Linked DNA regions of Anas platyrhynchos: region 1 is linked to region 2. The links are chromatin contacts, called in public Hi-C maps. All regions are on one chromosome and are shown on one strand. The core of a region is the stretch at or near the end of the contact, and the rest is flanking DNA. Distances in the headings are between cores, read along the strand shown. Region 1 has its middle 5.3 kb from the start of SPDEF. Region 2 holds the start of HMGA1 (high mobility group AT-hook 1).

What was found. Hi-C and Micro-C count contacts between places; a contact is called where the count stands out from the background.
Region 1: a contact with region 2 is called in a Hi-C map of liver, with 2.7 times the contacts expected there. The contact joins the enhancer-like site here to the promoter of HMGA1 in region 2. A contact is called at or near these places in 3 of 8 Hi-C or Micro-C datasets (liver, skeletal muscle and subcutaneous adipose tissue).

Annotation. Positions count from the first base shown.
Region 1 is chr27:4,129,152-4,135,598 of IASCAAS_PekinDuck_T2T, reverse strand. No RefSeq gene overlaps it. Among named protein-coding and RNA genes, the nearest start is that of SPDEF, 5.3 kb to the right of the region's middle. Within about 2 kb of position 2,503, at least 2 of the 8 cell types and tissues checked have an H3K27ac peak or open chromatin away from gene starts, as enhancers often do.
Region 2 is chr27:4,047,470-4,053,917 of IASCAAS_PekinDuck_T2T, reverse strand. It overlaps HMGA1 (high mobility group AT-hook 1), which reads right to left and starts at 4,527. Exons shown (of 6, transcript XM_072028352.1): 1 at 4,350-4,527; 2 at 3,862-4,038. It overlaps LOC101791673 (a long non-coding RNA gene), which reads left to right and starts at 6,095. Exons shown (of 5, transcript XR_005261103.2): 1 at 6,095-6,305.

The DNA.
Region 1 (6,447 bases), core at 1,254-3,753, 84 kb before region 2:
AAGCCCCACTGGGGATGGAAGATGCAGCCCTTGGGGCAGGGAAGCTGTCCCCAGCCGTGGCAGACAGGGACATGAGCCCAGCTCCTTGCGCTGCGGGCCCAGGAGCACCGGGGCTCGGAGGGGTCCGTGCCGGTGGGAGCGGGCAAGGCTCGCTGTGCAGAGAGCAAATGCGAGCCTCGTATTGCTCGTTATCTAATCTGCGCCGCTTTCCCTCCTCCTTGTTTACCGTGCTTGAGTTTCCTCAATTAATTCTGACAGCTGCAGGCTGGGCCGTGACGTCAGCCGGCGGTGGCGAAGCCCAAAAGCCTAGAGTGGCATCGAGTGTGACCCCGGGGGTGACCTCGGGGACCAGGTGGGACAAAGCCATCGCTCCCCGTGCCTGGCACCTGCTGCCCGCAGCACCCCGAGCCTCTCGGGCTGACCACGAGATGCCCCTCGGTGCCGCAAGGCTCTGCTCTGCCCCCTGCCAGGCTGCAGGGACCAGGGACGTGCCCTGTCCTCACACGTGGGACACCCAAACCTGTGCCACGCTGGTGCCATGGGCTCCCATGGCCCTGGGGCTCCTGGGGGGGTTGCAGTTGGGGGGCACGAGGGGTGCGGGGCTGGGCTTTGAGCAGAGGAGCCTTGGGACCCGCTGGGACCTCACGGCGCCTCTGCTGTCCCCACACTGTGCTGTGGGGTGGCAGGATGGAGAGGAAAGGACGGGCTCCCCGGACGTGGATTTGGACAATCCTGGTGCCCCCATCTTAGAAACAAGGGGGCGAGGGAGAGCTCGAGCTCCTGAGCAAGGAGTGTGGAATGGTTCAGGTGGGGTCCCTCTGCTCCAGCAGGGCCACCCCAAAAAGGGTGCCCAGGGCCACGTCCAGGCAGCTGTAGGAGATCTCCAGGAGGAGCCCCCCAGCCCCGAGGACCACCGGGGAGGGCACGATTTGGGGTCAGGCTGGTTCTGGGGCCGCCCCGCTTGGCCCTACCCCACGGGCAGGGTGCGGGGCTGCGGGCGATGCTGCCCGAGAAGCAGGTTTGTCCGAATTTTAAAAGGGATCTGCACACACGCAGAGCGATAAGGAAACGGTTATTTAAAGAGCAAACAAATGGAAACTGCGAAAGGCACTCTTTCCTTTTTTTGCGGGCAGAGGGTGCGGTGCCCATGCCGTCGGCTGACGGGAGCGGGTCCCTCGGGGCTGCACCGCGTGCCCGGCGGTGGCCGTGCCGGCAGGGCCGGGGTCAGCGGCCGGATGGGGCTGCGGGATCTGCCCCGGGGTGAGCGCTTGTGAGCTGGGAACAAGCCTTGGGCTGACGAAGTTGTGCCTCATCCCACCAGGAAAAGGGTTTACGGCCCATCTGCAAACGCCAATCCTGCTGAGTGCCTTCGTGACGGGCTCTCGGTGGCACAGTTGCGTGCGTGCCACCGGGGATGTGGGGACGCCCCGGGGCTGGCTGCTGTCCCACACCAAGGCCAGGTTCATGCGGCGCAGTGCCCGCGTCCTGGGGCTTCGTTTTGGCCAGGGGAGGTGGAAACCTGGGGCTGCTGCAGCCTGGTGTGCGCCACGCGAGGTTGGAGCAAGGATGTGGTCCTTGGCCAAACCCTAAATCTCGCCGTGCTGTCGTCATCCGAGCCTCTTGGGGTGCCTTAGTGTCTTCTGTCCCCCTTGGAGGGGTCTGGGGCTGAGGGTCCCGGTGTGTCCCCAGTGGGATCCTGTCCCCTCGCCCCCCACCACGCCAGCACTGCTCGCCCTGGGCAGCCCCGGTGTTGTCCGTCCTTTCGGGGCTGCAGATGTCACGGTGAGGGTTTTGTTTCAAAGGGCAGCTCCTTCCCATCCTTCCCCCCCTCCACGCTTTTTTCATCAGCTTTTGGTTGGGGATTAGGCACGTGTTGACAGAACAAACATTTTGCTGCCCTCAAAATCCACGGCTGACAACAGAAGCGATCTTCTCGCTGTGCCGGGTCCCGAGCCAGAGTTGGGACGGGGCAGAGCCAGGCTTGGGGCAGGGGTTCCCCATTTTGGGGTCACGTCCCACGCTGGGCTGGCTGTTTTGGGGTCTGGAGCCCAGCTCCTGCAAGAAAGCAGGGAGCACTGATCGTGTTCTGCTTTCGTGTCCCCTCCTGTGCAGCCCGGCACGGTGCCCGTGTCCCGTAGGGGTTTGGTGTGTCCCAGTGGCCCAGCGCTGCACATCCCAGCCCCTCTCCTGGTGCCATTTATGGTTTCAGCCCCCCCTCAGCCAGGCTCTGGGAGGCTCCTCGTGGTGCTGAGCCTCCACAGGAGGCTAAGGATGGGAGGCAGCTTAAGTTTGCTGAGAAAAAAAGCAAATTCCTCCAAAGGCAGAGGGCAGCCCAGCTCCTGGGGAGGGGATGAAGGCAGGGCAGGCTGCTGGGGATCCCCGTGCTGTTTTCGGGGTCCTTGCTGCGCCCCCTTTTTGCCTGGTGGCTCTGACCGGGGCGATGCTTACGGGAGCAGCTCCTTTCCCTCGGAGCTGGGTGACTCACGGCTGAGTCACTGCTCGCTCTGCGCTGCCTCGCTTGTCCCCAGCTGCCTCCGTGCCGAGGCCCCCAGGCTTTTCCCTGTGCCCCCCCCAGCCTGTGGGACGCTCAGGGCCGGGAGAGCCGTGCCTCTGTCCCAAAACCACAGCTCCGTGCAGGGTACGGAGCAGCCTCATCCCTGGGAGAAGAGGAGACCCTGTCCTCTGGGTGGGCTGACACAGGGGGGTCCCCACCCCTGTGCCCCCCAGGGAGCTGCAACAGGGTGGGGGTTCTGATGGCAAAGGGCTGGAGCCCCCCCGGAGCTGGGGAGGTGGCTGGGCTCTGCCTCCCCTTCTCCACCCAGCCCTGCCCCCTCCAATCCTCAGAACACCCCGAGGGCCCGTTTTAGGCTTATTTTTAGGGATTCCCACCTGGGGCAAAACCATTCTGCAGGCTCTATGGGGTTGGATGGTGCGGGATGAAGGGGAGGATGGGGCCGGGAACCTCTCCTGCTCCATGGGGCACCGCGTGCCCTCGGCTCGCCATGGGAGCGCCTCATGGGGCCGTTATGCCCGGGGACCGTTTGCTCTCAGAGGGGGAAAGCAGCGGAGGAGAAGAATGAATTTGCATTTCTCCGTGGCAGCCGCTGTGGGAAAACAAAGCCACCGAGGGTTTTGGGTGCTGCGCAGCCCCGCGCCGGGGCTGTGTGAAAAGACAACATCGCGTCCGCTGGCCCGGGGCCCTGCCGGTCTCACCTGGCTGCTCCTGTGTGCCTGGGAACCGCCGCCAAGCGGCCCCAAACCTACAACACGCCGAGGGGGTGCCGGCCACGCTGCCATGTTACTGGTCCCACTGGTGGGGTGAACGGCTAACGGGGAGGGAACGGGGGTACCGGGCTGTATGGAGGGGTTTGGGGTTTGTGTGGGGATGGGGGGGACCCACATGGGCAGCCCAGCTCAGGGGTTGTCCCTATATGTGCGTTTCCCCAGCGTGCGCCCCAAAACAGTGCCGGGGTGGCCGTGACCTGTCCTCACCCCCCCTCCACCGGCGTTTGCTGTGCCGCCGAGCTGGGCGCACCCGCGCCGCCCTGAGCCCTCTCTTCCTGGCAGCGCTGCGCGACCCGCGGCCACTTCCAGGCTTTTAATCCCGAGAGACAAAAGCAGGAGCTTAGAAAGCCACCGGAGGAAGAAAAGAGCGGGGCGTTAAGCAGGGAACAGCAAACACGCAGCTGGATCCCGCTGCTCCCAGCCCGGCCGGCTGCCCTGCGACCTCCCCGCCTGCGTCAGCCGCGCTTGGCACAGGGGAAAATGGGGAGGAGGGGGGCGAACCCTGCACCGGGCACCGGGGTGCAGGAGCGGGGAGCTGCCGGCTGCCGGCACGGGCAGCAGCCGAGGTTGGGAGCCCCGGGGTTGTTTTGTCAGGGTGGGCCCCGCACGCGGGTGCCGGCGGCAATAACCGGGGCTGTTTGCCCTGAGCATACGCGCGGCGCCCCATAAACGGGGTTTATGGCAGCATCTGGGAGATGGGGAAGTGGGATGAGCATGGCCATGAGGGTAATAAACGGGAGGGGCCCTGCCTGGCGCAGAGCCACGGGGATGTTTTGGGAAGGGGTAAGTGAGGCTGGAGGCCAGGAGGAATTTCAGGGGGTTTGCTTGGTCTCCGCTCTGGAGCCGCCTGAAGGTCACAGAATTATAGGGGACATTCAGAGATCATCGGGTTCAAACCCCAAAGATGCTTCCTGGGAGATCTCCACAGGCTTGTCGCACACACAAAAATCCCGTGGGCTGCCCGGTGCCTGCCCTTGGGTTATTTCCCATGCATTTTGGCAATTCGCTCAGCGTTGGGGTCCAAGCTCTGCTGAAAAGCCAATTTCCCCTCTGGGAGCAGCCCCCCAGCTCGCCCCAAGCCCGGCAGCGTGTTCCCAGCTGGGTGCTGGGTGCAGGCCCCTCGCTCCCTTCCCGGCAGTGACAGCGGCTCCCTGCTGTTTGCTCTGCTTTGGTGGCACGGGGACACCTCGCAGGGACAGCAGCTGTGGGGCTGGGACGAGGAAGGAGCCCGGTACCCTCAGCCCAGGCTCTTTCTAGGATCGCAGGGAGTGCTCCCAGCTCTGACCTCCCGTACGTGCCTTAGCTTGAAATAACACAAGAGCGAGTGTGATAAACCCTCTCGGTGCAGGCTGGGTGGAAATGAACGGCGCTGAGCAAACAGCCGGGGAAGAGCAATTAAGATTATGGGCAGCAGGAGGGGGGGGAGCAGCAGCCACCTCCCGCCAGGGATCTTCCTCCTGCACAGCATCCCCGGGCTGGCCCTCGAGGTGCAGGAGGGATTCCCAGGGTCCTGGCGCTTCCCCGTTGCTTGTTCCCAAAGCCCAAAGGATTTTTCCTCCCTTGGTGTGGGATCTGCACCCAGGGCTGTGGGTGGATGTGGCCGTGAGCTTGTTTGGGTGCTGACGGGAGGTGAAACCCAAAAGCTGCCTCCTCCTCGGGACACCAACACCCACCAGATCTGGGGCTGGTGAGGGCTGGGGTGCTGAGCGCTTCTCACCGAGGCAGCTGCCTGCAGAGTGGGGCTGAGCCTGTGGGTGTGTGAAAGGAGCTTGAACCATTTCCAGCATCCTGGGCTCGCAGAAAAGCCCGAGGAATCCCGTCCTGCCGCCTGGGAGCGGGGATTTGCCTCCTCTGTGGGCATCGCCCCTGCAGAGCCCGGCAGCGTGGGTGCCAGCTCTGCGGTGGGGGCAGGATTTGGCCTCTCAGGGACCCGAGCGTGTGGGCTGGCTTTGCATGGGGACTCTGCTGTTCCCAAAAGTGGTGCGGGAAACGAAGTGGAGGAAACCCCACTGCTGGGGAAGACCAGGAAACGCCGCTCGGTTCTGGTGACGGAGCAGGCTCGGTCGCCTCTGCGGTTTTCGCAGTGACATCAAGTCCCTTCAATGGTTTTATTATATCTACGCGTTATATGGCTGCTTATCTGTTATTCTTGCGATGCAGCCAGAGATTAGCTGCAGGAGGGTGGGCAGAGAGATTCCTCCAGGCTGATTCACGAGCCACTGCTCCGTCCCCTCCTGCTCCAGCGCTGAGCTTTCGGTGCAAAAGGCGCCGGCATCGGAGCCGATCGGTTGACAGCCAGGACAAGGAAAAAGCGCTCAAAACTGCGCACACAGAGCAGAAAAGCCAGACTATTTCCCCTCTTTCATTGTCCCGCAGGTGTTGCAACCTATTCTTTTCCTGTTTTGCATATGTAACCAGAGCTGCTTGCAACGGCCTCGTGGCCCTGCTGGGATTGCGCAAGGGAGGCGAGACTGCGCTGGGGTTATGCGGGTGGCCGCAGCCCCCAGCCTGCACCAGGGAGGGAACCAGAGCAGCTTGGATGGGGCAAATCTGCTGCCAGCCTCCTGGTTTCGAGGGATTTCACTTTCTCCATCCACCATCAGTGAGAACTCCTGGCGTTGCCCAAGAGCTTTGGGTACGGCTTTGGGGACGTGCTGCGGCACAGCCATCGCTGCCCCATCGTGGTGAGCAGCAGGGGCTCCGAGCTGTGCCTGCATCCTGCAGCAGAGGCTCGGTCTCAGGCCAGGTCTGACATTTGCCCCTGGTCCCTGTGGCCGGTTTTGGGATGCTTCCCTGCTTTTGTAGCCCCACGTTGTGCTGCCGGCCTGGCCAGCTCTCCCTGGGCAAAGCCAATGCGCTGTGAGGCAGGGAAATATTTTTCCTTTTAATCTCTTCTGCTTATCGAAATCTCCGGTGCTGCTGATAGGAGCAGCAGGGAGAGCTTTTTCAGAGCCCAATCCCAGGCAGACCGGGAGGACCTGGGTTTGGGATGCTCCTGAGAGGTGACCCAGGGCCAGGCCGTGCGTCCCCTTTGCCTGGTGACATCCCGCTGTCCCCCTGCCCTCTGACCGCCCTCTCCTCCAGTTTGCTCTGGGCTTCTTTGCTATTTGCTCTGGCAACGGGTGATAATTAAACCTAGGAAGCAGGGAAACATTTCCCATT
Region 2 (6,448 bases), core at 3,278-5,777:
GGGGTAAAGGATGGGGTGCCCCCGGTTTGGAGCTGCTGGAAGCCCCCCCAGGAGTTAAATATCAGCCCAAATGTGCAGCTCTGACCTGTCCTGCACGGAGAGGGGTCCGGCCGGCACCGGGGGGGCTGCAGGGGTTCGGCAGGGTGAGGGGGGGGGGGGGGGAGCAGGAGCATCACCAGGGGCTGTGCAGGGAGGAGACCCCCGCCTCTAAAAGAGTCCCCCCCCACTAGTCGGTAACTCAAAATTTTGAGCTCCAAATTTCAGCCGCACCGTGGCACCCGCCCTGTGCCAAACCATCCCCCCTGGCACCCATGGGTGCCTGACACCCACAGACCCCCGGCACCCACAGACCCCCGGCACCCACATGGGCACTGGGGGGGGCTGCAGGAGCCCCTCGCCACGCCATGCACTGATGCAGGGGGTGAAGCCTCCGGGTGCTCCCCGCTCTCCCACCCCCAGGGCCCCCCTTTGGGTGCTTCTCCGGGAGCCCGTGGGTGCCCAGCCCCTCCCTGGGGACCCCTCCCAGAGCACCCCCGCTCCCTGCCCATCCCCGGGGCTGGCTTTGAGGCGCAGCCCCCAAATCCTGGCGGGGTGCAGCCTCGCTCCCTTCCCTTCCCATGCCAGGAGCAATGGGATCGGGGCTGCGGGGCAGGGGCCCAGCCTCACCCCGCGGCACAGAAACCCCGCTGAGTTAGCCAGGTGCCCCCACCGCCCCGGGAGGTTTTTGGGGAGCGGCGGCTCTGCCAGCCCTTCCCACGGGGCCCGACCCACGGAGCAATTCCCCCCCCAGCTCCCCTTCTGCCAAGAGGAGGAGAGCGGCTCCAGATTTAATCGGGAGCCCTTGAAATCCCAGACACGCTGCCGGCACTGGCAAGTTGGGACAGGACGAGGGGTGGTGGCACGGCCCCGGGGGCCCGCAGGGATCCCCGGGGGGGTCTGGGGGTGCCGGGGGAGCTGGGCTGGGTCTCGCTCACCCCCAGCATTTGGGGCACGCCGGGAAGGGCCCTGCCAAGCTCTCACATCCCTGCGGCTCCCACCTGGGCACCGCTGCGCCCAGAATGGGGGCTGCACCCTGCTCCGGCCACCCTGGCTGGATTTAGGGACACCGAGGGACACCAGGCTGTCCCCTCCCCGTGTGCGTGTCCCGGAGGGCTGTGTGGCTTTCCTGCCTGACGGGGAAAATCCCGTGGAGGAGCGGGCTCCATCTTCCCCTCTCCACCCTGGTGCTTCCCGGGGGCGTAGGGAAAACCTGCTGGGCCGGAGCTGTGGGGCCGCCGCGCTCCACACCCTGCTCCCAGCCCAGGACGGGCTCGGGGCCGGGATCAGCTGGGTGCAGAGCAGGGACCCTGGCAGGAACGGGGCCGATCCCATCCCCTTGGGGTCCGATCTGCGTCCCCAAAGGGCTGCGGACCCCAGGAGGCTTTTCCTGGTGGGTTTCGGGCAGCCAGAGGCGCCGGCCCTATAACGAGGCTTTAACCACCCCCAGCCTTTAGCAGCTGCTTCCAGTTTGGGTAAACTTCAGCCAGGGGGCACGGCGCTGCTGCCCCCCCGCTGCTGGGGCTGCGGGAGGGACCCACGGGGGGACCCCGATCCCCATGGGGACCCCGACCCCACAGCAGTGTCTGGAGCCCCCACCACGCCGAGACCTTCCAGGCCCCTCTGAAAGTGACTCACGAGTGCAAAGCAACAACAAAAACCACCCGCAGATTATTTTTTTTAGGGGGGGGGAGACAGAAACCATGCGTGCTGTCATGTAAACACCCCAAAATAATTACTCACAGCATCCCTGAGCCCTTCAAGGAGCACTTAAAAAAATATATATATATAAATAAGGTTTAGGGAAGGAAATACTGGTGGGCTGAGCAGGGGCTGAGAAGTATTTACCCTTTTTTTCTTTTTTTCCCCCTCTTTTTAGTCGATCTTTGGCAGAGGGAACGCAGCCCCCCGGCCGTGCCGTACCCTCTCCTGGGGGTCCCTCAGCTGCCCTGCTCGGGGGTCCTGGCCCCATCGGGCAACCCCTGGTGGCCACGGTGCTGTGTGAGCGATGCGGGTGGGATATGGGGCTGCCCTTGGTGCCACCCCATGTCCCCGTCCCCATCGCTGCCGTCCCCGTCCCCACCTCGGAGCTCGGCCCCGCGCCTCGGAGCGGGATTGGGATCGGAGGCAGCAGCTGGGTTGCCATGGAGGGAAGGAAGCAGCTGAGGGAGAGAGGGAAAAAAAAAAAAAAAAAAAAAAAACACAAAAAAAAAACCCTTTTCCCCTTTTCATGGCGGGGGGAACCACGAGCAGGGGGCTGCCGGGCTCCTGTGGGCTGGTGGGGTGAAATCCCAGCGGAGGGCACTCCTTAGGGTCAGAGGGTGCTGGGGGGGGGAAACCCCTTCCTCGGCCGTCCCCGTGGGTCGGGAGCCGCCGTGGGGGGTGCTGCTGGCAGCCACCTCTTGCACAAGCCACGCTCGGCTTGCAAAAGCCACAACCTGCCCCCCCCGTGCAAACAGCCCCATAAATCCCCCGCGCCCGCCACCCACTCCCAGATTAAACAACCCAACCCGAAAACGGGGGGGGGAAAGAACTGAGGTGGTGGCGGTGGTGCCTCAGATCTGCCCCCTTCCCCCCAAAAAATCTCCTCACACCCAGGAAACCCAGCCCGGGGCTGGGGGGGGCACAAGTTGGGGAGCCTCGGGGATGGGGGCTTAGGGCCGAGGTTGGGGGTGGGGGGGGCTCTGCTTTGAAGCCCCCCCCCCTCCCCTTCCCCTTCCCCTTCCCCTTCCCCTTGCTATTAAGGGCAGACCACCCCCCTTCCTTCCTGGGCATGCATAATAAAAGGAAGTGATAAAAGAAAGGAAGGAGGGAGGTGGGGGAGAAAGAAAAGAGGCAGGAAGGGCAACAGCGCAGCTTTGTGAAGCCCCCCCCCCACCCCCCCCTCCCGCGGGCTGCAATAAAACCCCGGGCACAGCAGCGCCATTTCGGGCCCCCCCCTGCAGGCATGGGCTGGGGGGGTGCTTTTAGGGGCAGGGGGAGATTTTAGGAGTAGGGGGTGGTTTTAGGGGTTTTGGGGGGGGGTTGAGCCCCCTCACTGCAACTTTACAGCGACCTGCCCGAGTGTGTGCCCCCCCCCTTGTCCCCCCCCAACGGGGCCTTGCCCGGCCCCAGGCACCTTGCGGCGACCCCACAAAATTTGCAGCGCCCCCCCCCGCCCCCCAGCCATCCGCGCCCACCCCACACCATCGGCCGGGGCTCCACGTGCTCGGCGCCCACCCCCCAAAATTCGCAGCCCCCCCCCCCCCCACCCCCCACGTGCTTTGCACCGACCCCACGTGCTTCGCGGCGACCCCAGGCGGTTTGCCCCGACCCCACACAACCCGCCGGGACCCCCCCCTAATTTGCACCGACCCCCCCTTAATTTGCACCGACCCCCCCCTAATTTGCACCGAGCCCCCCCCAATTTGCACCGAGCCCCCGCCCCACGCGCGCTGCAGGCCCCACGCACTTTGCAAGGTCCCGGCCCCACGCACCTTGCACCGACCCCAAAACCACACGGAGGGGACCCGGGGGGGGGTCCCAGCCCCACCGAACCGACCCGAGGCTGCAGCCGGAGCCCCCCCCCAGGGCGTTGGGGGCCGCTGGAGCCCCCAAACCCCATAAATCGGAGGAAAAGTCCCCGCAGCCCGGCCCCCCCCAGCTCATCCCGGCCCCGCCAGGTGCATCGCCCAATTAATCCCAGTAATTAATAACAAACCAAAGGGGCACCCGCGAGCCCTTGCAAACACGGAGCGAACCTCGGGCCCCCCCAGCACCCCCTTGAACCCCCCAAACCCCCCCCCCCCCCCGGAGCAGAAAGGAAAGAGGAAGGCCGGCACTCACAGTCAGCTTGGTCTCGGAGCTGGGTGCTTGGGGATTATTATTATTATTTTTTTTTTTTGGTGGCTTTTTTTTTTTTTTTCCTTTTAATTCTTTTTTTTTTCCTCCCTCTCCCGGCGTGGCTGTGTTGTGAGCGAGCGAAACCCCCCCTCCTGGCTGCTGCTGCTCGCAAATGCGGATCTGAAAGGAGAAGGCAAAGAGAGAGAGAGAGAGAGGAGAGAGAGGCTGCGACTCGCACACGCATCCACAGCACGGCCAGGCCCCCCCCCCCCAACCCCCCTTATTTATATAAATAATAATAATAAAATTAAAAAAAAAAAAAAAAAAAGCGCTCCGGGAGGAAGGAAGCCGGGTCCAAATCATTTCACGGGGAGCCAGGGGGAGGAAAAAAAAAAAAAATAGGGAAAGGGGGGGGGGGGAAAGAGGGGAAAAAAAATAAATAATAATATTAATGATAATAATAATAAAAAGGAGCGAACTCCGAGCCTTACTGGAGGGGATCCAGGTGCTAAAAATAGCAAAATCACCCTGGAAATTAAATAAGGGCAGCCGGGCAGAGGGGAGCTCCCAGCCCTTGCGGAGCGCCGGGAGGAGGAGCCGCCTGCATCACGGCCGGGGGGGGCGGGCGGCGGCGGGGCCGGGGCCGATGGGGCCGTTCAAAGGGCTGCGGTGGGGCCGAGCCCCCCCCCCAGGTCCTGCTGACCCCCCCCCCAGGGCCGTGCTGACCCCCCCCCGGGCGGTGGTGGCTCTCCCCGGGCAGCCGGGATGGATGGAGACCCCCCCCAAAAAAAAGATCCCCAGTTTGTGGGGTGCCCAGTGCCCAGTTTGGGGGTTCCCGGTTTAAGGGTGTGTGTCCCGGGTGGGGGGTGGGGGGGGGCACACTCTGCTTTGTGCCCCCCAGGGCGGTTTTGGGGTTTTGGGGTGGCGCCGAGGGGTTTTGGTGGCGCTTTGGGGTTGAGCGTCGGGGCTCTCCGCTGGGTGAAGCGCGGTGCTTTTATTTGCTGTTAACCCCCCCCCCCATAAAAAAAAAAATAAAAAAAAAAATCCTCTGATCCCCTTCTGGAGGCACCCGGCAGCAGGTGCTCCGTCCCCAGGGAGGGGTGGAAGCGCCGTGTTTCAGATTTCAGCGCGGAAATGTTGGAAGAATAGGATTGGGGGCGGAGGGGTGAGCGTGGCTGGGCTGGGGGGGGGCTGGCGAGCGGCCCCGAGGTCTGGGAAGGTTTTGGGGCTTGGTTCTGCCCCGGGGGGGGCTTTGTTCTGAATCCGTGCTGTCTGCTTTGGGGTGCCTTAGGGCAGTGTGGAATGGGAGCCACATCAGCTCTCCGGGTCTGCCAGGACCCTAAAAAACAGCCCCCGGCTGTGCCAAGCATCTGGGGGCTCGTGGTGGGTTTTGGGGGAATACAGGGAAATGCAGAGCTCCCAGCCATGAGGGTCTGCCGAATTCCCCCAAACTCCTGCAGAAACCCCAATGGTGAATTTCGTGGGAAGTCTGACTTGGGTGCTTGGACCCCCCTGCCTCAAAGGGTTGAAATCTGGTGTTAGGAGCTGAACCTTAGGCTGTATGGTGCTGAATTCAATTTTCAGGCAGGTTTTTGTTTTAAAAAAATCATCCTTAACAACGTGAAGCCCGGCAGCGTTGGTGTCTGCGTGCGCAAAACTTCGGCGGGGCAGGTTTGCGACATGGCAAGAACCAAACCCAGCTGCGCAAGGCTCGTGGCACCTCTTGCTAAACGCTGCTTGGATTTAACCCCCCCTGCAAACTCCCTTGGCGCCTCCTGTCTGAAACACAACCAAAGCCGTGTCCCTTTCTGAAAAATGAATGCAAAGGAGGGGAAAAAAGCCCTGCGAGGAGCCGACCCCTTTCCAAATGCCTGCCAGCGGAGGCATTGCCCCGTTTGCAGCGCTGCATTTTGGGGCTGAGCCCGGCTGCAGCTCCCTGAGATGGCGACCGCGCTGCGTCCCCTCCAGCCGAGGGCCTTGCACCCAGGTAAGGTGCTGCTTGCAAGCCCCACACATTATTATTTTTTTGGCTAAAATCAGCATTCCCCTTTAGCAGGCGGCCCCAGCCAAGCACCGTGTGCTGCGGTGCCTTCGGCTGCCCCAAACCTGCCCATGGGCATGCTCGGGCTTCCCCTCTTTGCTGCGAGCCCGGCGAGGAATTTGGTTTCTGTCCCTGGCTGAGGACTGCTGTTATTAATATCCCTCCCTCGTTATTTCTTCTGCGCCGCCGGTGAGTGGCTGTAACCGGAGAGCAGTGCCGGGAGGGGGGCGCGAACAACCGAGGCTATCGGTTCTCGGTCCCCGAAACTTTTGGCGATTTCTTGCTCACCCCTGGGGAGGGCTCTGGGGGCTGCCTTCACGGTGGTTTTGCACCCAGGGGCTGCTCTGCGTGGGTCGCTCGGTGTTCGAAGCAAAGCCGCGGCCGTCTCCAAAAAATCCCCGGCCAGGTGCGCCCCGCAGCCGGGAGCGGTGCTGGGATGGGAAGCTGCGTGCAGCGGGGGGAAATTGGGAAGTGGCTTTTTTTAGGGGTAAAAGGGGGATTTTTTTTGTTGTTCTGAGCAAGTTTGGGAGGACAGAGGGTGGCTTGCTG